4 separate regions of the Sus scrofa genome follow, and regions 1, 3 and 4 are each linked to region 2. A link is a contact called in public HiChIP or PLAC-seq and promoter capture Hi-C data. All regions are on one chromosome and are shown on one strand. Each heading gives the region's core, a stretch centred on a gene start, on an enhancer-like site or on the middle of the called end of the contact. The rest is flanking DNA. Distances are from core to core; before and after follow the strand shown.

The links. Promoter capture Hi-C pulls out the DNA fragments that hold promoters and counts their contacts. HiChIP or PLAC-seq counts read pairs in DNA pulled down with a chosen protein or histone mark.
Region 1: an H3K27ac HiChIP or PLAC-seq map of alveolar macrophages shows a contact between it and region 2. The contact joins the promoter of GNAI3 here to the promoter of PSRC1 in region 2. A contact is called at or near these places in 1 of 5 promoter capture datasets (liver) and 1 of 2 datasets of contacts at active chromatin or transcription factors (alveolar macrophages).
Region 3: a promoter capture Hi-C map of fetal liver shows a contact between it and region 2, with 4 times the contacts expected there. The contact joins the promoter of ATXN7L2 here to the promoter of PSRC1 in region 2. A contact is called at or near these places in 2 of 5 promoter capture datasets (fetal liver and liver), 4 of 47 Hi-C or Micro-C datasets (embryonic fibroblasts, epiblast stem cells, fetal heart ventricle and 1 more) and 2 of 2 datasets of contacts at active chromatin or transcription factors (alveolar macrophages and skeletal muscle).
Region 4: a contact with region 2 is called in a promoter capture Hi-C map of liver, with 2.3 times the contacts expected there. The contact joins the promoter of TMEM167B here to the promoter of PSRC1 in region 2. A contact is called at or near these places in 1 of 5 promoter capture datasets (liver) and 2 of 47 Hi-C or Micro-C datasets (embryonic fibroblasts and fetal liver).

What each region holds. Positions count from the first base shown.
Region 1 is chr4:110,577,444-110,583,160 of Sscrofa11.1, forward strand. GNAI3 (G protein subunit alpha i3) reads right to left here and starts at 1,469. Exons shown (of 8, transcript NM_001123117.1): 1 at 1,352-1,469. The coding sequence starts at 1,469.
Region 2 is chr4:110,810,758-110,816,144 of Sscrofa11.1, forward strand. It overlaps PSRC1 (proline/serine-rich coiled-coil protein 1), which reads left to right and starts at 2,552. Exons shown (of 8, transcript XM_013997292.2): 1 at 2,552-2,898; 2 at 3,273-3,325; 3 at 3,416-3,473; 4 at 3,889-4,330; 5 at 4,682-4,825; 6 at 4,964-5,135. The coding sequence starts at 3,307. LOC110260358 (a long non-coding RNA gene) reads right to left here and starts at 2,494. Exons shown (of 4, transcript XR_002343531.1): 1 at 2,228-2,494; 2 at 1,359-1,400.
Region 3 is chr4:110,643,178-110,649,009 of Sscrofa11.1, forward strand. It overlaps ATXN7L2 (ataxin-7-like protein 2), which reads right to left and starts at 2,904. Exons shown (of 11, transcript XM_021090075.1): 1 at 2,714-2,904; 2 at 751-816. The coding sequence starts at 2,840. It overlaps SYPL2 (synaptophysin-like protein 2), which reads right to left. Exons shown (of 7, transcript XM_021090083.1): 7 at 4,613-5,832.
Region 4 is chr4:110,968,725-110,974,035 of Sscrofa11.1, forward strand. TMEM167B (protein kish-B) reads right to left here and starts at 2,785. Exons shown (of 3, transcript XM_001926138.5): 1 at 2,652-2,785; 2 at 493-624. The coding sequence starts at 2,661.

The DNA of each region.
Region 1 (5,717 bases), core at 219-2,718, 230 kb before region 2:
GGCTTGATTTATTGGTAAGCTGATGCTAGGGTACTTTATCTGATTCACTGAGCCTCTAGAAATCAGTGTCTCAAAATTCTAAAACAAATCATGCTGAGTAAAATGCATCTGACTGTAAAAGCTGCTTAAAACGAATGTCAACTAAAATAAACAGTAATTCCTGAAGCCAATATTTTTATGTTTTTAAAATTTTTATCTTTTTAGGGCCAGACCTGCGGCATATGGAGGTTCCCAGGCTAGGGGTCCAATCCAAGCTGTTGCTACTGGCCTACGGCCAGAGCCACAGCAACACCAGATCCTTAACCCACTGAGCAAGGCCAGGGATCGAACCCACAACCTTATGGTTCCTAGTCGGATTCCTTTCCACTGCGCTATGGCGGGAACTTCTGAAGCCAATTATTTTTAGTTTGAAAAAAACAAAAAAAGTACAGGTCTGTCGCTGTCACACTTTTAACAGTAAGTATGTCCAATTCCACAATTTATTTTTAGATAACTGCATTCCCACTGCCCATCATTCTTAGTAACTATTCAGAAACTTCCACTGTGTAATCTATTGACACCATTACATCTTATGCCACAAACCTCAAACAAACCAGGACATAAATTTCCTCAGCTCACACCACCTCCCCCTTATGAAAACAAGGCAAGGAGTTATAAAACCTTAAGAGAATAAATATCACAGAAAAAGGTGGATAAGTACACACAGCCTCTGCACCCGAATTCTTTTCCTTTATACCCTAGAACCTGTCATTTACCTCAACTACACATCTTCGTGTTCCTGGATAACCCGGGGTTCCTTCGCCTTCCAGACAGTTCAAAATGCCCACTCTAATAAATGGCAAGGTCCTCCGGAACCGCTGTCTCGGCCCCTCTATTTCTATTAACCACTCAAGCCTCCCAGCTCTATCCTGTCACAAAGTATCACCATGCTGCATGCACACTCGCAAGCCATTATACAAGCCCAACACCCTCTCCCACCCTCCTTGCTACCAACTCATTCCAACCCCTCACTTGCAAAACCTTCCCTAATCTGAGCTCTTCCCATATTCCTAATAAAGTCTCAATGTCCTACTGGACCATATTCCCAAGCTCTCTCCGCTAAACGCAATTACAGCATGGAGTCGCACCCTCTCGCCTAATTTCAAACACCTCAAAACCCCACCTCTCATCAAGCCCGCCCGAGGCCTCAGCCACCAGCCCCACACCCCGCCTTGAGCCCGTCACTGCCTCCAGACCCTTCGGGGTCCTTTCCGAGGGCCCGGTCTGACCCCGGCTCAGGGCTCCCGGCTCAGGGCTCCCGAGTGCCTGGGCCCTCCCGAAACCTCCGCCAGCCCCGCCCCCAGCTCCTCACCAAGTAGCAGCAGCTTCACTTCTTTCGCCGCTTTCTCCCCATCCTCCCGCAAGTTGCGGTCGATCATCTTGCTCCGTTCCACCGCCGCCTTGTCTTCGGCGCTCAACGTGCAGCCCATGGCGGCGGCGGGAGTGGGGACCGGGCCGGGGCTCACTTAACACACCGCGGAGACTGCGGCTCGGCCGGCTGAGACAGCGTCTACTGCTGGGCGGCGGCCCTCTCCGTCAGCCCCCGGAGCGCCCGAAGGAACCGGATATCCGGAGTTTCACGACACTTCCGGCGACGCCCCGCGCCGTTGCTGCGCGGACCTTTCTGGCTGGGGTAGGGGAGGCACAACCGAAAGCGGAAGTACAGAGAGAGGGTTGGGAGGGCGGTCGGCGATTCTGGTGAAGTGGGGAGGCTCTCTCGAGCTCCCCCGGGCTCCGCTCGACCTTAGTCCCCTTTCACCTTTTTTTTCGGCTGCCTTGTTTGGATAAATGCAGAAAAGCCAGGGACTGGTTGCTCCAGCTCAAGGCATCCTCCCGAGGTCACATAGCCAGCTTCAGATTGGCTTGGGGGGGTGGGACTTCCCAAATAATTGCCCACAGCCCGCACGGGAATTTCTGCTGGGAATTTCTCACTGGCCAGAAAGCCCATCTGAACTCTGGCTGTGACGATCTGGGGCCCCTGCCCAAGTGTAGAACACTTTCTCTGCCAGGGTTGTCTCAGCCAGATCGCTAGGGTGAGAATTATGTCTGGACCCTGGCCACGCTCCACATCTGAAATAAGTAAGATCGGCCATGGTTGGGACTTCATGGATCCCTTTCTGCCCTCTGGCCCACCGCCTCCTTCTCTTAGCTGTACCCTGTGGGCTTGAGAGTTGCCCAGCTACTATGTTGGCAAAGGGCCACGTGAAATCGCTAACAGATCTTAAATTACCTGAAAGATAAAGAGTGTAGTTGCTCCAGAAAATTCCCGCGTTACCTTTCCCCAAGGCAAGCCAGTGTTAGCGCTCACAGATCGTCCTGCATTAGGGGTTAGGACGTCTACCAAGATTAGTCAATCAAAGTCCCACACCCAAAACCAGTACATCCTATAAATCTCCTAAAACTTCCTGTTGTGGTAACACAAGAAAAGCGAAGTTCTAGTAAAATTTGTCTCTCGGCTATAGCATCACCTGAAAGTTGATAAATCCCCTGTGAAAGCCCCAGACTTTTTATCCATAATCCTGGATACTACAGTGAAAGTGTCCCTTAATTACCTTCATTTCCAAATAGCCTGCAAATTCTCTCACCGTATAGTCTAGGGAGAGGAATTCTTGTAGCCTCCAAGTCTTTCCCTGAAATTAAAAACTATTTCCTTAATAGAATCTAAACCTTAGAATATTAGGTCCCAACAGAAAGGTCTATATAGTGACTGTTGACCCTCAGAGGGATTTCTTGAGAGCCAACCTAAACAGCCTCATCTACCATCATACATCAAGAACAGATCTTCCAAGTTCTAAGTCTCCTACTCTTTTCTAAGTGACTGCTAGAATAAAAGGGACTGCGTTTCCATATTCAACACTTTAGGGGAAAAAGGGCCAAAGTAAAGGGAAGAAAAATCAATATTTATTGAGTACCTATTTGCCAGGTATGGCCAGGTGCTTCCATGTGTCATGTCCCTTATTCCTCACAACAACCCTGTGAGGTAGGTAATGTTATCCCCATTTTTACAGATGAGGAAATAGGCTCAGAGGAATTACGCATCTTTCCCAAGTTCACACAGCAAGTAGATCTGACTCCAAATTCACCCCTTTTCTACCATGCCACTATAAGATGTTACTTGGGAGACCTGTCAACAGGAGTTTTTTATTTGGAATTGAGAGTTACCCAAACACCACCCGGTGCAGGAAAAATTAACTTGAGAGCACAGTTTTCTCAACCTGTTGATTTCTTCAGTGGATTGAGAGGTCAAATTTCATCCAAGAACAGCTTACACAGCTGAGGATTACATATGGAATTTTATCAAGCAACCCTGGCGACCAGAAAACTCCTGGAAGATGGTCATGACAGAAATTGTTGGGGAAGTTCTCAGCATAATAGAAGAGAAAATTTTATTTCCTTCATGATCCACTCAGGGGAAAAAGTAACGGCAAATGAACCGGCACATGTCAAATTCTGTAATAAATGCCAGTGAAATCACAGTGTCAAGAAATTTCAGCCTGAATTAGCCATATCCTTGGACTTAAAATTTTCTCCTTTGATGTATGTGAAGGAAAGGCTGGAGGGCAAAGTCAAAGGAAAAGCAAAATGAATTAGCAAAATGGCGGCCAGGCTCTGTTGAAGCCCCCTATACCCACCCCACCCCCGCCCCGCATCTGTCCTGTTGCTACTGGACTCACACTGCCACCTGCTGGCAATGCCTGGGGTTTACATCAATGATGTCTGGACGTTTTCCCCTTAGCTAGGAATGCGATTCCTCCCTTATGAATTTATCTTAAAAGAGAGGAGAGAGGAGAAGAACATGCCTTTCAATCACAAAAGACTCTCCCTGGTGTATATACTATCTAATGGATTTCCTCAATGTAATAGGCACTGGAGTAGAATAAAGCTAGTGGTAGGAAGACAGAAACCTGGAAAATTTCCTAGATCTAAAGGGGGAAAGCTGCCCAGTTTCATTTAATAAATGATATTCTTAAAGCAGAGTTTAATCTACAGCCCTTATTCTTTCCAATTTGCAGGAAGCCTCCATGTCGGCCTCTTGCTGCCGTGGGCTGAAATCTCAGGAACATATTCTTCAATACGTTTCTCAAACACATTCTCTGCTTTACCGGCTGTGAATGCTCTGTCAAAATACAAGGTTCCTGATCAAATTAGACTATGAACACCTTGAAGGCAGTGACTTCAAAGCCTCTGTGTGAGTCCCAGAGAATGGGGTATTCAACTATTATGCACAGAGTTGAACTGAAGGAGTCGATGTTGATATCAACATAATTTTTAGAATAAAAATTATTTATTGGCTGTTCAAAGGGGAAGCTATCCCACTCCCACCAGCCCATCTTCCTCTTTGATGCTCAGTAAGCCAGGGATTTGTCAAATACAGGTCAGCCACTCCACCGTCTGGTCCTGTCTTGACTCTTTAATGTTACCTGATTGAATGGAGGAAAGTGGATGGACAGGTAATCCCGGATGGGTGTCCTCTCCAGTTTGCAATTATTCCCCCTCCCTTGAATTTACCACCACCAATACCAACCAACATAGTTCCTACAGTCTCAAACAGAGCAGCTGAGCCCAAGTCCTGTGCCCCCTCTCCAACCCAGGGCTGCAGGTAGGAGAGAGATTTAAGTCTTTGTCACTGAAGCTAACTTTGAGAGCGATGGATAGGAGTAGAGAGGCATTTTAATGGACCAAGGAAACCCCAACTTTCCCATTCCCAACCTTTTCTCTTGTACCCGATTGTCCAGGGGCTGGCGATGGGTCACTGCCATGAGGAGAGAGATCAGGGAGTCCAGTTCTGGAAAAAAAAGATTTACAGTATTGTTGGTCAGGATGATTACAGGCTTCTCTGTAGCCAGTCACCTTAGCAATTCGAATGCTAACCCCCACCTTCAGCATCCAACCCCCAGTCTTTCCCTTCTTCATCCTAAAAGACAGGGAGAAGGAGCATCCTGCTTTATTCTGCCTCTGCCAAAGTCAAGCCCCAAACTTGATCCCATATGCAAGAGAGAGACAGAAAAATACAACGAAAACGCTGTTCCTGGAAGTGGCAGAGAGAGAGCTGCAGTCAGCTTTCCTGTCTTCTACTCTGTGCACCCTGAGTGCTATTTCCCCTTGCTTCTGGCCAAACTCAAGAAAGGGCTGTACCCAGTTGGGGTTCTTACTTTAAGGAAAACTCATGTTTAAAACAAAACAACAACAAAAAAGATCTAGTAAATCAAATGGTAACAATTGGCTATAATTTAGTTCTTTTTTTTTTTGGCCTTTTTAGGCCCACACTCCCAGCACATGGAAGTTCCCAGGCTGGGGGTCGAATGGGAGCCGCAGCGGCGGGCCTACACCACAGCCACAACAACATCAGCTCTGAGCCGTCTCTATGACCTACACCACAGCTCACAGCAACACCAGATCCTTAACCCACTGAGTGAGGCCAGGGATCGAACTCATGTCCTTATGAATCCTAGTCAGGTTCGTTACCACTGAGCCACAATGGCAACTCCCTAGTTCCTTTTAAACTTGGCAAGGAAATTAGAAGACATGGGTCACTACCTTATCTTGCTTGGGTACAGTGTCTGCCCTGGAAGTTACATTGGAAACTGAAATATCCTAAAGGGTCCCCAGAATAACTCCAAGTCTGGCCTGCTGCCCTCCATCCTCCATCCTTTAGAGCTTCCCTGCTTCCTGAGACG
Region 2 (5,387 bases), core at 1,302-3,801:
ATCTATTTCAGCCTCTGTCAATTGGAGTTTCCTGAGAATGAAGTCCCAGTGCCCCAAGACATTCATTGCAGGTCATAAATTAACTTCTTCCTATGCACTGAGAATGTTACTAGTTCTGTAGCATCCTTGGGAGAATTGAGAAAAAAGTTGCACAAATCATTTGCAGGGTCTAATGTACCTGGAGAATCCCTGCTGAGAGTGTTAGGAGGGACATTAGGCAGAAGGGGCCAGGGTCCAGAGCCAGCCAGTCCGGTACACAATGACCAAGAGGCCTCCCTGCAGCCAAAGCAGGGCCTAGGTCAGGAAGGAGTAAAATACCCCCAGCTATGATATCCTAAGGCTCAGTTAGACCTCTGGCCTCAGGCCACAGTCAGTCCCATGCCTCTGCTATTTGGTGAAGTACTCAAAGCCATCTCTTAAAGTTGGCATATTCTCAACCTTTATGGTGAATGAATAAAATCTTCACATTGGACAAGACCTCCAAACACAGGTAATCTTTCTGCATTCAAGAACTGCACTGGAATCCTGAAGTTTTCTTTTTTCCTTTTTTTTTTTTTTTTAAGGGCTGCAGGTGTGGCATACAGAAGCTCCCAGGCTAGGGGTCTAATCAGGGCAACAGCTGCTGGTCTATGCCAGAGCCACGGCAACGCCACGTCTGAGCCGCATCTGTGACCTACACCACAGCTCATGGCAACCCTGGATCCTTAACCCACTGACCGAGGCCAGGGATCCAACCCGCAACCTCATGGTTCCTAGTCGGATTGGTTTCCACTGTGCCATGATGGGAACGCCTATTTATCCAAAATATTTTTAACACCTATTCACACATATCATTTTGGGGTTCAGCTGAGGGGGACATATATTTCCCAGGTGAATGGCCTTATGCTGAATGAAGAATTCTTGTGCCTGAAATCTACATTGTCATTCTGATGGAAGAAAGGAGATCCACTGCTTTTTTTTTTTTTTTTTTTTTTTTTGCAACAGCTTTCAAAATCATAATTTGGTGATAGAAAATTAGAGATGTGGAGTTCCCATGGTGGCACAGTGGTTAACGAATCCGACTAGAAACCATGAGGTTGCGGGTTCAGTCCCTGCCCTTGCTCAGTGGGTTAACGATCCAGCATTGCCGTGAGCTGTGGTGTAGGTTGCAGACGAGGCTCGGATCCTGAGTTGCTGCGCCTCTGGCGTAGGCTGGCGGCTACAGCACCAATTCAACCCCAAGCCTGGGAACCTCCATATGCCGCGGGAGCGGCCCAAGAAATAGCAAAAAGACCAAAAAAAAAAAAAAAAAAAAATTAGAGATGAATTTCCTTAGGAGAGAGAAACTTTTGTTTGCTAAAACTGTCTCCTCCACTTACCTGAAGGTGGGTGAAGGATTTCCCTACTCCGGCTCGCTGCTCCTAGGGGAAAAAGGAATGCAGTTAATTAAGAGTTTCTTTCCCTCTGATCTCCACCTGCCACTACCTGCCAGGAGAGAAGGGGAGCTACTGGCACAGGTTTTCCCACCTCCAAACAATCTGAGCCCTACAAGCAATTAAAATTCCACCTTCAGCAGAAAACCTATGGAAAAAGAGGCAAGCCTCTTCTCTGAGCTCTTCCTCACATCAACTTGCAACTTCTCAGCCTCCCCACCCTTTCCCTTATCAAGCCACTAAATTCCAAGGCTGCTCTGCTTCCTGTGGCATTTCTCACAGTAACACCTCACTCCTGCAAACCTCACCACCTGAACTTGACAACTAAAAACTAAGAGGTAAACAGAAAGCCTATAATGGTCATAAACTCTGGAGACTAAAAGCTCAGGCTCTTTGTTTTCGAGAAAGCTCTTCAACCACTCTTCCAGGGCCTTTTAACTTAAAATGTTTAGAACCTTTCTAAGAAGCTCAGTTAACTGGTAGCCCAGTCTATTCACAGGCAACCCTTGGAAACAACAAAGAAAATCCCTAATAAGGAGGCCTAAGCTTTTTTACAAACACAGCTTTTAATTTAGAGGAAGCAAGTCACCAACACTACCCTCAAAAGCCTCCGAGGCACAAGGTATAAAACATGGTGTGTTCATAATTATCCTCCTAACCATGTCCTACTGTGACGGCCACGATCCTCCTAGATAAGCGAGGGGTCAAATATAAACGCTGCCAGGTCAAATATGCTCCATATACTTGTCAACAGAGGAGCCACGGTTGCATCTGAAGCCAAACTTCCCTGTCTGAAAAGCCTGTTTTCTTCATACCTCAAGATGCCACAGGTTCCTAAAGTTCTTGCCTAAAAAGTCGATGGAAGATGTACTTCTTAGAGAACCTCAGTATACCTAAGGTATAAAGTTTGGTTGCTTCCGTAAACTTGGAAAAAATCACAACTGAGGGCCCTGGCTACCACGGCGCTTCCGAAAAGAGCCCCCGGACGAACTTCCTCAGGCAGAGCGTTAGCTTTGGGGCCGACGGCCGTGAGGGGCGTCAGAACCCAGCCCCGCCCAGCACGAGGAGGGGGCGGAGAAGGGGGGGGGGCCGGCCGGGAGCGAGGCTCTCACTCATTGGTCCGTTCCCTCGCGCGCCGCCGCGAGGTCCCGCCCCTCGCAGGCCCCGCTCCCGGAGGGTAGCCCTGAGAGGTCTTCCCCGCTCGCGCGCGCGCGCGCTCGCGGCCTCCCTGCTCCAGGCCTCCCGGCTTTAGCTCTCCGGATGGAGCCTTTCTTGGAACGGCTCTTCGCCTGGTTCCCACCTGCAGACTTCCGGCCGGCGGCCCCCTCCGCCGCCCCGCCCCACGAGGGCGGGAGATGCTGGCCGCCACCAATCATGAGTGCGCATGGTAGGAGAGGGTGGGGCCTGAGAGATTCGAAAGGAGCCCCGCCCCCTCGGAGCTGATTCCCGGGACTAGGTTGTGGAAGGAAAGCACCTTCCGCAGGAGGTGAGGCGGAACGGAAAGTAGAAATAGGGTGGGCTGCCGGCGTGGAAGGGATGTGGTGCCGCGGGGAGTAGAAAGGTGGCTTGGAGAGAGGAAGAACCAGAGAATGGTCGCGGAGAGGGAGATGGGGGGGCGTAGACCGCCCTGCGAGGAGAGGTCGGGTCGCAGGGGGCGGGGGCCGCCGTGCGCAGGGACATTGGAGTGTGGAGGTACGTGTCTGGACCTGTCCCGGAGATAACAGGGGTGGTTTACTGGAGCAAGTGCTGCTCTCGGGATGCTTGCTTCACCTCCAAGCACGACCCCTTGCAGCCTAGCTGGGCCTAGCTGGGAGGCCTTGGGCAGAATGGAGACCTGAGGGGAGGTATTTTTCTCTCCAGCTCAAGTCTAAGCTGATTCTTGCTTCTCTGGAACATGGAAGGTTTAGAAGAAGGTAAGGAAACCCTGGAGGGAAGAATGAGGCCCTGTGATTGAGAGCCGTGTTTGGGACCCAAGGCTGTATTTCTTCTTTCCTCCCCTACAGATGTAAAGTTTATAGTGGATGAGACCTTGGACTTTGGGGGGCTGTCACCATCTGACAGGTAGTAGACTCTTTATCCTACTTACTTTGCTTCCACAATGCTTGTCTTTAACTTTTACTGGCCTCGGGTCTGGATTGGGAATTTAGCAAGATTGGGTGCACTGAGGATTCTGGGTAGCTGGTTGACTTGGGCCCCTTGTGACACGACTGGGGGAGGGGAGAAGGGATAAGCTGGAATGAGATTGCAGGGTGTTAAGTAGAAGGGTAAGTAGATTTGCCGCATCTTCATCCTGACATAATTTCCAATGTCAGAAAATGCTGAAGGCCTCATAGAACCAGGTGTCTCATCAGGTAGATCTCACAGCCAGCAGGGACATCAGGGTTGGGGTTGTGGCTCTGGCTCAGACGTGGGGGCTTTGCCCAGTCTCCTTCTCTCTAACGTGTGGGCATGGTGTTCGGTTTGTTTTCTGCGTCAGTCGAGAGGAAGAAGATATAGCAGTGTTGGCGACTCCAGAGAAACCTGTCCGACGAGGCCTCTCTCATCGAAGTGACCCGAATGCTGTGGTCCCCGCCCCCCAGGGTCTGAGGCTCAGCTTAGGCCCCCTCAGCCCAGAGAAGCTGGAAGAAATCCTCGATGAGGCCAATCGGTTAGCAGCTCAGCTGGAGCAGTGTGCCCTGCAGGAGCGAGAGAACACGGGCGAGGGCCCAGTGCCTCGAAGAGTGAAGCCCAGCCCTCGGCGGGAGACCTTTGTGCTCAAGGACAGTCCTGTCCGAGACCTGCTGCCCACGGTCAGCTCTCTGGCTCGGAGCACTCCCTCCCCCAGCAGCCTGACACCCCGCCTCCGCAGCAGTGACAGGAAGGGGTCAGTCAGGGCTCTTCGGACGACATCTGGAAAGAGGCCCCCCAGCGTGAAGAGGGTGAGTTTAGAGAGTTTGGGTTGATGTGTGCCCCTGGCACTGTTCATGACTCAGTACAGGTGTAGAGCAGTTTTCTTGTCAGTGAAATGGAAGTCACATTCTACCTCATTAAATTGTTGGAATTAAACGGGGTACCATGAGCAAAGCGCAGCACAGCGTCTGCAAAGCTCTATAACGTCTCTAATAAGCTCTCGATAAATGACATCGGAGGCGATGATGACGGTGTTGGCAGCTAACTGCTCTTCCTTATTGGGATCTAGGTGACTCTCCACCTCGATCCCTTAATCAACCAGCAGAACCGATTCTCTTTGCATCCTAGTGCCTTTTTTCCTCCCTCTCTTTGTGTTTCAGGAGTCGCCCACTTGCAGTCTGTTCCCTGCATCCAAAAGCCCAGCGTCTTCTCCTCTTGCCCGATCAACTCCTCCAGTCCGGGGGAAAGCTGGGCCCAGTGGGAGAGCAGTAGCAAGTGAGAAGACCTTGGCAGCAAAGCCATGGGTGTGTGGGAGGAGGGAGGATGTGGAGCTAACCCTAAAATTCCTCACCTCCTCTCCACCAGGCCCCCCGACCCCCGTCAGACCAGTCCTAACCCCACAGCCTTCTACCAGCAATTCTCAGCGCCCATCTCGGCCACAGGGAGCCACGGCTAAACCTTCCAGTCGACTACCGGTTCCATCGGCCATTCCTCGGCCCGCCAGCAAGATGCCGCTCACTGGCCGGACTGTACCATCCAGCAAAGGTGCCCTTCCCCCAGACCCGCTGTCAGCTCGGAAAGGACTTCCAAGACCAGGTGCCACAGGGCACAAAGGTGAGGAAGGGTGGACAGAGGGTAAGAAATCAGGAGGAGGAACACCCACCCTTGCCCAGCCTGAACACGCCCTCCCGGAGCTGGTGACAGTGACTTTCGCTACCTTGCTCACAGCTCTGTTTGACCATGAGGAGACCGACTTAAGGAGAAAATGCGGGTCTGGGCAGAGTTTGAGCCTTAGGTTTTTTACCTTAGCTGGGAAGGGGCGCTAAATCCTGGACTTGTTCTGTCTTCATTCAGTATCTCTGAGAA
Region 3 (5,832 bases), core at 1,654-4,153, 170 kb before region 2:
CTTTGAGACTCAAAATTCTATCGCTTCCTGAACCTCTCTGCTCTTTGCAGATGTTAGAACTTTACTCCACCAGAAGCTAGATGTTTGCTTAAACAAAAATTCCGACCCGCAACAATCTCTGAAGCCCCTCCCCCGCCTTCCTATTCCGGAAGCCTCCCTCCGTCACCCCGCGACCTCCCAACGGACCCTGTCTGTCCTCGGAGTTCCATGTTTCACCTTCCCCTGTCCCCTCTAGCTCCTCCCTAGGGCTCCCCTCACCGCAGTGCTTCTGGAAAGCTTGAGGCTTCACCACTTGGCTGCAATGGTTACACACAACCAAATAGAAGTCATCATGGGCAGGGCAGTGCCCGAAGATGGACATGTCTGCAATGACAGAAGCCCTTATCACCAAGGCCGGGGACCCCAGGGTTTCCCTGTAAGATCAGAGGACATCCCACCCACCACTCAGATGACACTTCCCCTCCCGGCCGATGTGACAGGCTTTCGACTGGACTCTCCCAGCTTCCAGAGTTCCATCTAACCAGTCCCTAAGAATGTGGGCTTTCAGGTGAGTGGGTGCCAAACACCTATGCTTAGCAGCTTCCTCAATAGGTCACAGGAGCCAGGAGAATGGGCTGACTCAGACCTATGAAAGTGAGAATCCCCAGACCTGCTGCTTCGAGCAGCCACCTCCTGGGACGTGGTGGGAGAGGGCTTCGAAGGTGGCCCTGTCTGCCCTGGGCCCCAGCCTTAATGTGTGTTGACTCCCACCTTCTTTAATGAGGGTCATGGCATCCAACTTCTTCATGTTTTTGTTGCTCTCCTCCAACTCAGCCCCTGGAGGAGAAACACAGCTCAGAAGGACCACTCTCATCCCAGAAACCCCATCTCCAACCTGTCCAGGGTCTGCCGCTAAGCAGGAGGAAGCGCAGACTTCTTGGCAAGCACCTGGCGCTCAGGACCATTAAAGAACTTTTCAGTAGATCTTTCTCAAGTGCCCATCGTTCCTTCACCAGCTACCTCTGGAATGAGCCGGCCCCATCAGGAGGGATCCAGATAACTTTCTTATGGTTCCTTTGCTCCAAAGTGCAGTTCAGGATTCCACTGCTGACTAGTTGGGTGACTACAGGTAATGTATCGCTTTTCTGGGCTTACTTCCTCACTTAAATAGGAAACAGTCCTTAATATATTTTACTACAGATCCCCAAGTCTCTTCTTGAGATGTCTCAGGTGGGTCCTTTCTGCTTTTCTGTGGAATCCCAAACACATACTCTCCCAGGTCCCCATCCCCAATTCTGTTCCACCTGGGTGGCTATGACACTGTCAAAGTTACACCCAGCTTCTCAGGTCCTGTGTTGAGAGGATGGCCACAGAGCAGAGAAACTGCTGTCTTGGGTGTTTGGACATCTTCAAAGTCCCCCTGGTCATCCACACAAGCCCTTTTCCTCTTTGGGGGGGGGTGGGCAAGGGTTGCCCTTGTACCTCAGTTTTTGTTGATGACAAAACATCTTAGCTGTGCAAAGCAGCTCTCTCCCCATCCCCCTGCCTTACTTCTCTCCCCTTCCTCCTCTACGCCCCCTCCCTGTCCCTTGGAAAAAAAAAATCAATTCTGAGTCACCAAACCCGTCTGATTCCATTTCCGGTTCTCATTGCACCCAGACCCTGACAATGGCCCCATCCTTGCCCACCCAGCATGGGGCAGTTCTGAGGTGGCCTGGGCTTCCACTTAGGTCTGCTTCTGACACCTACTAATAGACTTGCCCCTTTCTAGAATGAGAAGAACACTGACAGTCTTATATAATCTCCAGCTATGAGGGGCGGTGGGTTAGGCATGCAAGAACCGAGGGCCAGCTCCCACCCTTAAGTTGGTTAAAATGCAGCGATGGACAGAACTGAGCTGGGAGTTGGATGTCTCAGAGGAGAACAAGTGTCATCAGAGACCGCTCCATGTGGTCTCCTCCTTCACCTCTTCTCACTTGTAAACTTCTTCAGGGGCGTGATGCCTGCTGTCACCCTAAAGGCCACGAGGCCAGATGCCCCCTGGGGTCCAGGAGACAAAGATCAGGAGAAGGGGCTGTCAGGCCGCTCACCAAAAGCACTCGGGGGCCTAGAGAAGGTGAGGGTCAGGAGAGAGAGCCTGGGAGGCAGGGTGAGAGGCCCGGGAAAGGATGGAGGGCTGGAGGCATGGATGGATGGACAGAAGGAGGGAGGAAGGGAGGATGGATAAATGGATGGACCAACGAACTAATGCGGAGGAGGGGGGGTCCGGTGGCACTGCAGCCAGCAGGCAAATGCCAAAAAGGAGCAGGAGGTGTGGGGCAGAAGGCGAAGAAACAAGGGGGACTGGGAGGGGGGCACAGAAGTGGGGTGCGTGGGAAACACGTGGAGAGGACTGCTGCAGATAGGGAAAGCTCGAGGCAGGTGCAGGAGAGGCGGAAGCTGGAGGATAGCAAGCAAGGAGAAACATAAAGGCAAGCAGATGTGGGGGCAGGTATTGGGCAACGGCAGAGGCAGAGGTGGGCAGGGTGGGCTGCTGGCGGAGAGTCGGCACTAGGACCCGGAGGCGCGAAGGTGGCGGAGCAGGCGGGCACTAGGACCCGGCGGGTCCTTTGTTTGGGGGGCCGGGGAGCCGGACGGCGGCTCCCGTCGGCGGCTCCCCTCTGCTGGCGGGGGCCCGGAGGGGGGGAGGGGAGACAGTGATGGGGTCCTTGGACTCTAGGGGAGCTTCACTCACCGTCGGCCGCAGGCAGCTCGGCCCGCTCCACCCACGAGCTCCAGCTCTGTCCCGCGAAGTCATCGAGACTCGGCACCCGCCGCTCCAGAGCGGCCATTGCTGCCGCCGCGCGTTCACGCACCGCCATCACCGCCGCGGACGCGCGCCCGCCCCGGCGCCGCCGCCGCGCGGCCCCCTCCCCCCATCCTCGCCGCGGGCACGCCTCTCCTCTCCTGCCCACCTTTTCAGCTCACTCTTTGCGCAAGCGCAGCACTGGACGCCTTCACTTCACTCTCCCTCTTGAGTAGCCTTCTGGGAAATGTAGTCTTAGAGGTGGTGCATTTGCCTACGGAGCTCGCAGCAAGAGCCCCTCGAAATGCACAATTGCAGGAGAGGGGGGTAAAGAGACCAAAGCCCCAGGACCTCTGCTCCTAACCCTTGTGCACACATCCTTTGTGCTACCAGCTCATTATCCCAAGCTCACTGCTCACAAACCTCAGTCTCAAACCTCTCTCTGCCCAAGACGCCCCTTTAAGCTGTGCTTCCGCCAGCTGGCTGGCGCCCCTTCCTGGGCTGGCGGCCACGAAGCGACTTCGCTTCCCTGTAGATCGAATAGGGTAGGTGCAGTGAGGTGGGCGCTGTGAATCCGAAGGGCAAAGGGAGGGGGTCTGTAGGATGTGCTGAAGGACACAAGGGTTGGAGTGGGGGAGGGTCATCAACTCTCGTGTTGTGCCTCCTGTGTGGGAAACCCACGCTGCCCTGATGCAGAGCAGAGGATTGGAGTGGCGTTGTCTAGGTTTGGGAGGACTTAGCTGAGCTAACCAAGATTACCTGTCAGGATGACAGAAAGCTATCTCCGAGCCCGAGCCAGCCCCGGAACTGGGGTGGCCCCGAGGCTGCTGGTGTTTGCAGCATCTCTGCTGATCCGTCTCTCTCCTCCCGAGAACTGCGATCAATACCCTGTGCTGCCTCTTCCCAAACCCTGGCTGGACCCTGGCTTCATCCATCAATTTGGCTTCTTTTTCTAACGAATATTTTCTCTGCTGGAAGGGTTGCTACCAGAGCCTCGGCATAGGGTGATTTCTCATCAGATCTGTCATTTTCCTTGCTAAGGCCTGGGAAAACCTTAATCATCCACCTCTTTCTTCTTCTCAGCTGATAACATTCCTTCCCACCTTCACACAATCAAGAGACAAAAGCCCACCCCCCAACACCATCACATCAGAAAAGAGAGAACTGATTCTCTTTTCCCTCCTCAACAACTTACACTTCACCCTGTATTCATTATTTCATCTATGGGGAAAACAAATTGGAGTCGAATAAGTCAAGGTCTGTGATGTCAAGACCTCGGACTTTCTTCTCATATTCACCCAGGGAAAGTTAAGTACTTCAATATAATCTCCGAGGGCAGAGATTCTTAACCTGAGAACCACAGATGATTCCCAAAAGGTCCGGGAACCTGGTGACATTGAATGTAATATTGTGCCTAAGTGTATTTTTCTAGGGGATGTAAAGGTAGCATGTGACTGACTGTTGGAAGGGGAAAGAGGTGCAAGTTTGTTCGGCAAAGCACGTAGCTCTCATCTCCTGACAGGAAGCCTGTCTAGGTCACAGATGGTAGGAGAGCAAATGGAAACAGCATTGTGGAAGCTACTATCTCGCGCCTTTTGAGTTTGCTCTAAATTTACTAATGAGTCTTAATGACTTTGGACTAATTGGTGCCACCAAAAGAGGAGATGTCACCAGCCTGGGGCCTGCCAGGAACAACTCCTCAGCCTGCAGACTCCACTGTGGGGGGCGGGGTGGGGGGGGGAGTGTGCAGAGTGGAGAGGAGTGGAATGATGTTTTGATGGAAATGCTGATATTTGTCCAAGAACTTAAAGGGAAGGAGGAGGAAAGAAAATCCCCAGAAGGGCTCCATTCTTGGCTCCCTCGTGGCAAATGCTTGAAGCACTGTTTATTCAAATGTATAGTAACAAGCACCAGAAAACAACATGCAACATTCTCCCCCCCACCACCCCACCCCGACCTGCAATCCCGGAAGAAGGACACCTATGACCACGATGGTGGAGAGAACTCATGTTCAGGAAAGGTCCTAGGTGGGCACACTGGCAGGGCCAGTTTACTGGGGCAAAGGGCAAGTGCCCTGCCTTTTGGCCTCCCGCAGCAGCTGGAGAAACCAGACACCTTCTCCTACCTCAGGCCCCACTTGGCGAAGTGGTGATGCCAGCCCTGGTGGGAGGGGACGTGAGTCCTTTTGAGGATAGCCCGGCCTTCAGCATGTGGACCAGGCCAGCCCTCTGAAGGTAGCGAGGTGAAGCAGCCTTTCCTCTTAGGGCGGCCACAGAGGGAGAGGCCATAGCCGAAGTCAAGGCTCTTCTGGCTGAGAGCAAGCCAGCCTCTTGTAGAGGAGAAAGAGCCTTCTCTGCTTTAGGGAAAGTTCTGGGCTAGGGCTCTTTGGCAGGCGTGCATACCCACTCACCCCTTTCCCTAGCTGAAGGACCAGTTAGTAACTTTGGCCCCAAATGAGAACACTTTATCCATCATATTTCAGATAAATTATAAATATGTACACAGAAGCCAAACAAAGTTCCAGTAGAAGTTGTTTACAGACCCTCCCGGGGGCCAGCTTGGAGGAAAATGAAGATCACCCCTTTGTTCTTTGTGTCTCTGAAGCTGTAGACAAAACTGTCCCCCCTCTTGTCCTTGAGTAACCTTGGGGACAGCTCAGGACAGAGAGAGGTTCAGACTTAGAAACACTCTCCTCCCCATCTCCTATGTTCCCTCCTCAAATCTCTTCCCCCAAGTCGAAAAAACAAGTATGGTAAAGTTTCTTTGAAGGACTCTGGTGGAGCATTTGAAGATGTAAATCTCACATTTCTCTGTCGAGTGGGGAAAATGTGACCCAAAGAAGAAACGAAGGGCTCGAAGTCAAAGGTCCTGCGGCCTGGGTACCCCAGTAATGCACAGGTTCCTGTGGAGGGTGCTTAGTGGGGTGAGGATGTGGGAGGGGTAGACTCGGTCCTGAGAGGAGACGGGCACAGGGCACTTTCACCTTTGGGATGATGCGTGGGCTAATTGGCACTGCATTGGAAAATGGCTGGATTCCTCCTTCTTCGTTCTTCCCTGGGCAGCCCTAC
Region 4 (5,311 bases), core at 1,535-4,034, 160 kb after region 2:
TCGTTTCTAGGGCCGCACCTGTGGCATATGGAGGTTCCCAGGCTAGGGGTCGAATCAGAGCTGCAGGTGCCGGCCTACGCCGCAGCCACTCGAGATCCGAGCCATGACTGCGACCTACGCCACAGCTCAAGGCAACGCTGGATCCTTAACCCACTGAGCGAGGCCAGGGATCAAACCTGCAACCTCATGGTTCCTAGTTGGATTCGTTAACCACTGAACCACAATGGGAACTCCTGAAATCAAAACTTAAAAGAGGCTCCAGTTCATTCTTTCTAGAAATTCAGAAAAATGTTTCATCAGGAAAATATTCCTAACAATGCCAGTTCAGTCTAAGCTTGTTTAATATACATACTTTTCTCCATAGAGATTACCAGATTATCTTGGGGCTTAAATAATTATGTCAAAGTGAAACCAAATAACGATCCCGCCCATCCCACCCCCACTGTGTAGCGCCTCACTGTCCTCTCCTCCCCCTGACAGATATGATCTCACCTTTGTAAAACACACCCCAAACTCCCTTCTTCTCTGAGAGCAGCCAGGTTTTGAGGCGAGGTACCTTCTTGAAGTAGGCACAGGTACAAACAAAGAGCAAGCCGAACACCAGAATTCCATCCAGCGAGTACACTGTTAGAGAAAGAGGAGAAGACCTTTGGTGCTAATCTAGCTGGGGAGAGGGGAGCCCACAGAACAGAGTGCGACAGAATATCAAGATGATAACCTCGACTGCAGCGCCAGCCGGTGACATGAGGGAGCCATGGTCCTGGGACTCACAAGGTTACTTTATTGTTCCTCAAAATCACTTGTAGATATTTCCCCAACAAAAATCTCACTGCTCCCTTCCCTCCACTTTCAAGAACTATAAATTCTGAGAAGGGTGCTTTGCTTTATGTGGAATCAGCCTACTGGGAATGCTGACTGGCAATAGGTTGAGAGAGGCATAAGAACCCTTGGTGCCTGAATGGAGAGAATTAAACATGTTCTTATTATAAAGAACTCATGTGATAAAGGAAAGCTAGATATTTAGCCACATCTCTCAGGTCAGCATCCGCTGGTGAACAACACACAAGGCAAATGTAAAGCTTAATGGAGACTGCAAGAGTTCAAATCCATATGACTAAAATTTTCCAATGCTTATCTTACACTTCACATGTAAATTTTCCAATGCTTATCTTACACTTCACATGTACTCTACTTACAAACCAAATTTCTACCAGAATAACATTCTTGAAAAAAAAAAAAGTATCTGAGGCTTGGACATAGTGGGACGACGATTGTGGGGGAAAAAACCTTTGAACAATTAGTTCTATTTCTTACATATGTAAACCAAAACAGATCCTTTAACCTGCTGCAGCAGGCTGGGGATTGAACCTGCACCTACACAGTGACCTGAGCTGCTGCAATCGGGTTCTTAACCCATGCACCACAGTGGGAACTCCCCAAGCTGTTTCTTATTAACACAATGAATCACCTAAGTGCAAAAAAATAAATAAATAAATAAAGGGTGATGGGTCATGAACATTTATTCAATAATTACTGTGTTCCAACTGCTCTCTTATTTCTCAGTTTAGATGATTTCTTCCTCTGGGTGATATCCCTTCCTGTACTGTGCCTAATAACCTCGGACCTCTGACTGCTCCTGAAGCTCCAAAAGGATATTTTACAAAACCAGCATCTGCCAGTTCTGGGCCACCAGTGTACCGCCCTCTCTCCTTCCAGTAAAACTACCCCACAGCCAAATTAAAACAAGCGTCCAGTAAATTAAAACATACACTAAGTTTTTATGCTGAACAATATTTTACTTGCTAGTCTTTTTCTACCATAAATTCTGACAGGTAAAGCCAAAAGCCACAAGGACGGGAAATGTGAACCCTCAGTACCAGGTTTATGGAGAAGTACTTTTGAGAGATGCTCTCCTATGCGCCTCAAATTATACTGCCTAAGAAGCCTTCTCATCTTTCTTGTTAAGGTTGATGCTAAAGACTGCAAAGGCTTTGTTTCTTGCCCTTCCCTGGAATTCGGTAATCATGTCCATAAAGTGTTTGAAGACACCTGAAAAATTAGGTCAGACAAACAGGGTAGCAACTGCCACATCATTTAGAAGAGGCAGTGTCTAAATGCAAACCCTGCAACACTAACCATGGTCTCCAGATGGGATCGTCCAGGCAGGACTTTAGAATCAAATAAGAGAAAACTTTAAAGCATTTTTGCAAAACAAGTAGAACTTTTTTTTGAGTCTACATTCACTGCCCCCCCAAATGTGGAGCCAAAAATCCTCTGATTTTTTTGTCCTCCCTAGGAGCTTACTATCCAAAAGTATGAGAACGCAGAGGGCTGTGAGAAGGATCTGTTTTTCACTGGTGCTAAAGCGACATTAAGGGCCAGAACGAACTTCTAGAAAGGGGACAAGGGAAAGCACAGGGTAGGGGCCAAGGACTCGGGGAGGGGGCACATGAAGCACTGAGGGTTCCAGATGGGCACAGGGCGGAGGAACCCGCAGAGGGGTTGAGGGAACAGGAGTTACGGCCCCAAGAGAACAAGGGGGGACTGGGCTGGGAGGGGGCGGGGAGAGCGGCCACGTCAGTCCCGGCTCCGCCCGCCACGTTTCCTCTCGCTCTGCTCTCTCCTCCGCCGCTCTGGGCATTGGTTCTCACCGTTCGTCATGGCGGCTGGGCCGGGGCCTGGGTATGGCGTCCCGGGATCGGCGGTGGTAGCGGCGAAGGCGGGGGAACCCCAGCTCCCGCTTGACACTTCCCGATCAGGGCCGCAGCGATCAGGGCAGGAGTCAGAGTACGCAGGCGCAAGGGCAGAGAGGGGAGCGCCGAACGCAATCAGGGGTGGATAGTCGATTGCCGAGCTAGGGAACCTGCGTGGGAGGAATTGCGCTAATATGTGTGGTTTAGAAAAACGCTATCCCGCAGGGTTCCTCCGTGGCCATGGTAACCAAGTCTCTTCTGAGCGCCCCTGAAGAGTTAGTGTTGGGGCGTAACCTGTCCTGCTAGCGTCGTGGTTGAAAAAGGTAAAGGCTTCAGTTTTGCCCTTTATTTTGCGCTTTGGTAGCTGCAGTGTCTGCGTGTGTGCGTTTGGTGTGTCTGTAAGCGGCTGCCCGCCTGCAACGGAGAGGTGCCGCCTGCAACGGAGAGGTCTCCGTCTCAAGCTTCCATTTAAAAGAAGCCGCGCTTGCTGCGTCTCTCCTTACTCCTTAAACAAATCTGGAGAGTGAGGTTGCGTTTGGACTTTCAGTTAGGAACCTTATAACGCTAAAACTCTACATTGTTGGGAAACGTTTAGATAATTGCCTGTTTGCATCAATTTTTCTTTAAACTATCAGGATAGTCTCAATTATCTCTTGTATTTAGTTATGCAGGGGTCACCTCAACTTCTTTAACCGGGAAATGGAGATATTGGGACAGCTCTTCTCACAGCATTTTAACAACCTGACCAAATACACCGTCAGTTTAATGTTAGCGCGGGGTTGAGGAGACGAAGCCACAGGTCCCATTTTGAACAGCGAAATCCTTAATTACACACAACGCGACCTGCCTTTATTAGAGTCGGGGCGAAAGTGCGACTGAGTTGTTGGGAGCTGAAGGTTAGTTAAGGTTAGTAATCCGCAGATGTCTACATCCTAAAGGGATTCTTTGTCCTTCCTCCTGCAGAGCCACCTGCTGGCTGCGGCCTGCTTGGTTTTGAGGAAGAAAAGCTATCAAAGCCTCCTAGGAGTTGGAGTGGAAAAGCAAGCCAAAAAGTCTGATTAGGACAGACTCCTTATGAAAATACACATAAATGCAAATGAACTTATTTACAAAACAGAAATAGACCCACGGGCATAGAAAACATGGTTACCAAAGGGGAAAGAGAGGGAGGGATAAATTAGAATTTATAATTTGTAAATTATCTTTTAATCAGTTAACTCTTTTTCAAAATATCATTCCTCTTGCCCCCTTTTCCGTTCTACATCCATCACCTTTGTGATTTTGCCATTTCAGTCACTGTTTTTTCTTTTTTTTTTTTTTTCTGGCCACACCTGCCTTGTCCTCCAAGGGTATGGAAGATCCCAGGCTAGAAGTTTTTAAGCATCAATTAAATCCTCACAGCAGTGAGAACGTGCATTTGTATAACATTTTGACATTTTCAAAGCAAACACACCTTGTCATCGTACCTGAAGTAATCGTCACAACTGCCTCATCACCTCTATTTTAGAGATAATCTAAGGTTTAGAGTAAGGACTATCCAGTATCGACAGTCTTCTGGTCTTCTGAACTCAGAACTAGAAAATTTTAGTCCACACCATGACTGCTATTTACTTTAACACAACCGCTGCCTGCTGAGTATATGTCTAACTCCTTGCCTGCTATACAAGGCCTTCCAGCAGCATTTTCTATTGTTCCTATATGTGGACTTCAAGCTTCAGCTCTGAAAAGACTGTTCTGCGTTCCTCAAATGTACTCTCTGCTCTCACATTTTGGCTCATGCCATCTACTCTTTTGGAGATAACTTTTATCTCCTCGTTTTTACTAGACGGAAGCCATTCCAGTTTTCTTTTTTCTTTCGTGCGCTGAAAGGTAAGTCTCTTCTCACCTGTCACTCTCAGAGTTTAAGAATTAAGTTTAAGGACAAAAAAAAATCACAATTGAAGAACTGGGAAGAGTGATTGTCTCCTTACTATTTCAAAGGACGGTAATGGACATAATACCTTACTGTTTCTCCTTGTGTCTGTCTTTCTTCTTCTTCCTATTCTTTCTTCTCACGCTTGTATTTATTTCCCTTCTTCCTCTCTCCACCATATTTTTTTTATTCCAGGTTCTAAGTAGTATTTTACCTTTTTTTTTTATTGAATAAAGTGAATTTCACCAGATTTCTATTTCAAAATTAGTTAGACTAAGAATTTTATATTTTCAAAAATTATATTCTGCTTTGTCTTTGTCAAATTGGGTTATAATGGTGGCTTCTTTCTAGGGTGGTTGAAGGAGTAAATGAGTAACTATTTACAGCAATACCAGGCGTGATGTCAGTGCACCATAAATGTTAGCTGTTACTGTTGTTCACTTGTTTAAAAAATATTTACCAGTGTCTGCTATGTGGTGGGCACTTTATTACATTTTGCAGGAATAGAGGCAAAAATGAGTCTCTGCCCTCAGGGAACAAACTATATTGGGAAAGACAGAGGAAGAAACACGTTTTAGTAGAGCACAGGCATTAGCTGTGTAAAGACGTTGTCTTTGATCTCCACTGTTTTGCAGAATGCTTTTTTTTTTTTTTTCAGTGAGAAATCGGGCTCAGCGGAGGCACAGTGGTGAGACCACAGAGCTAG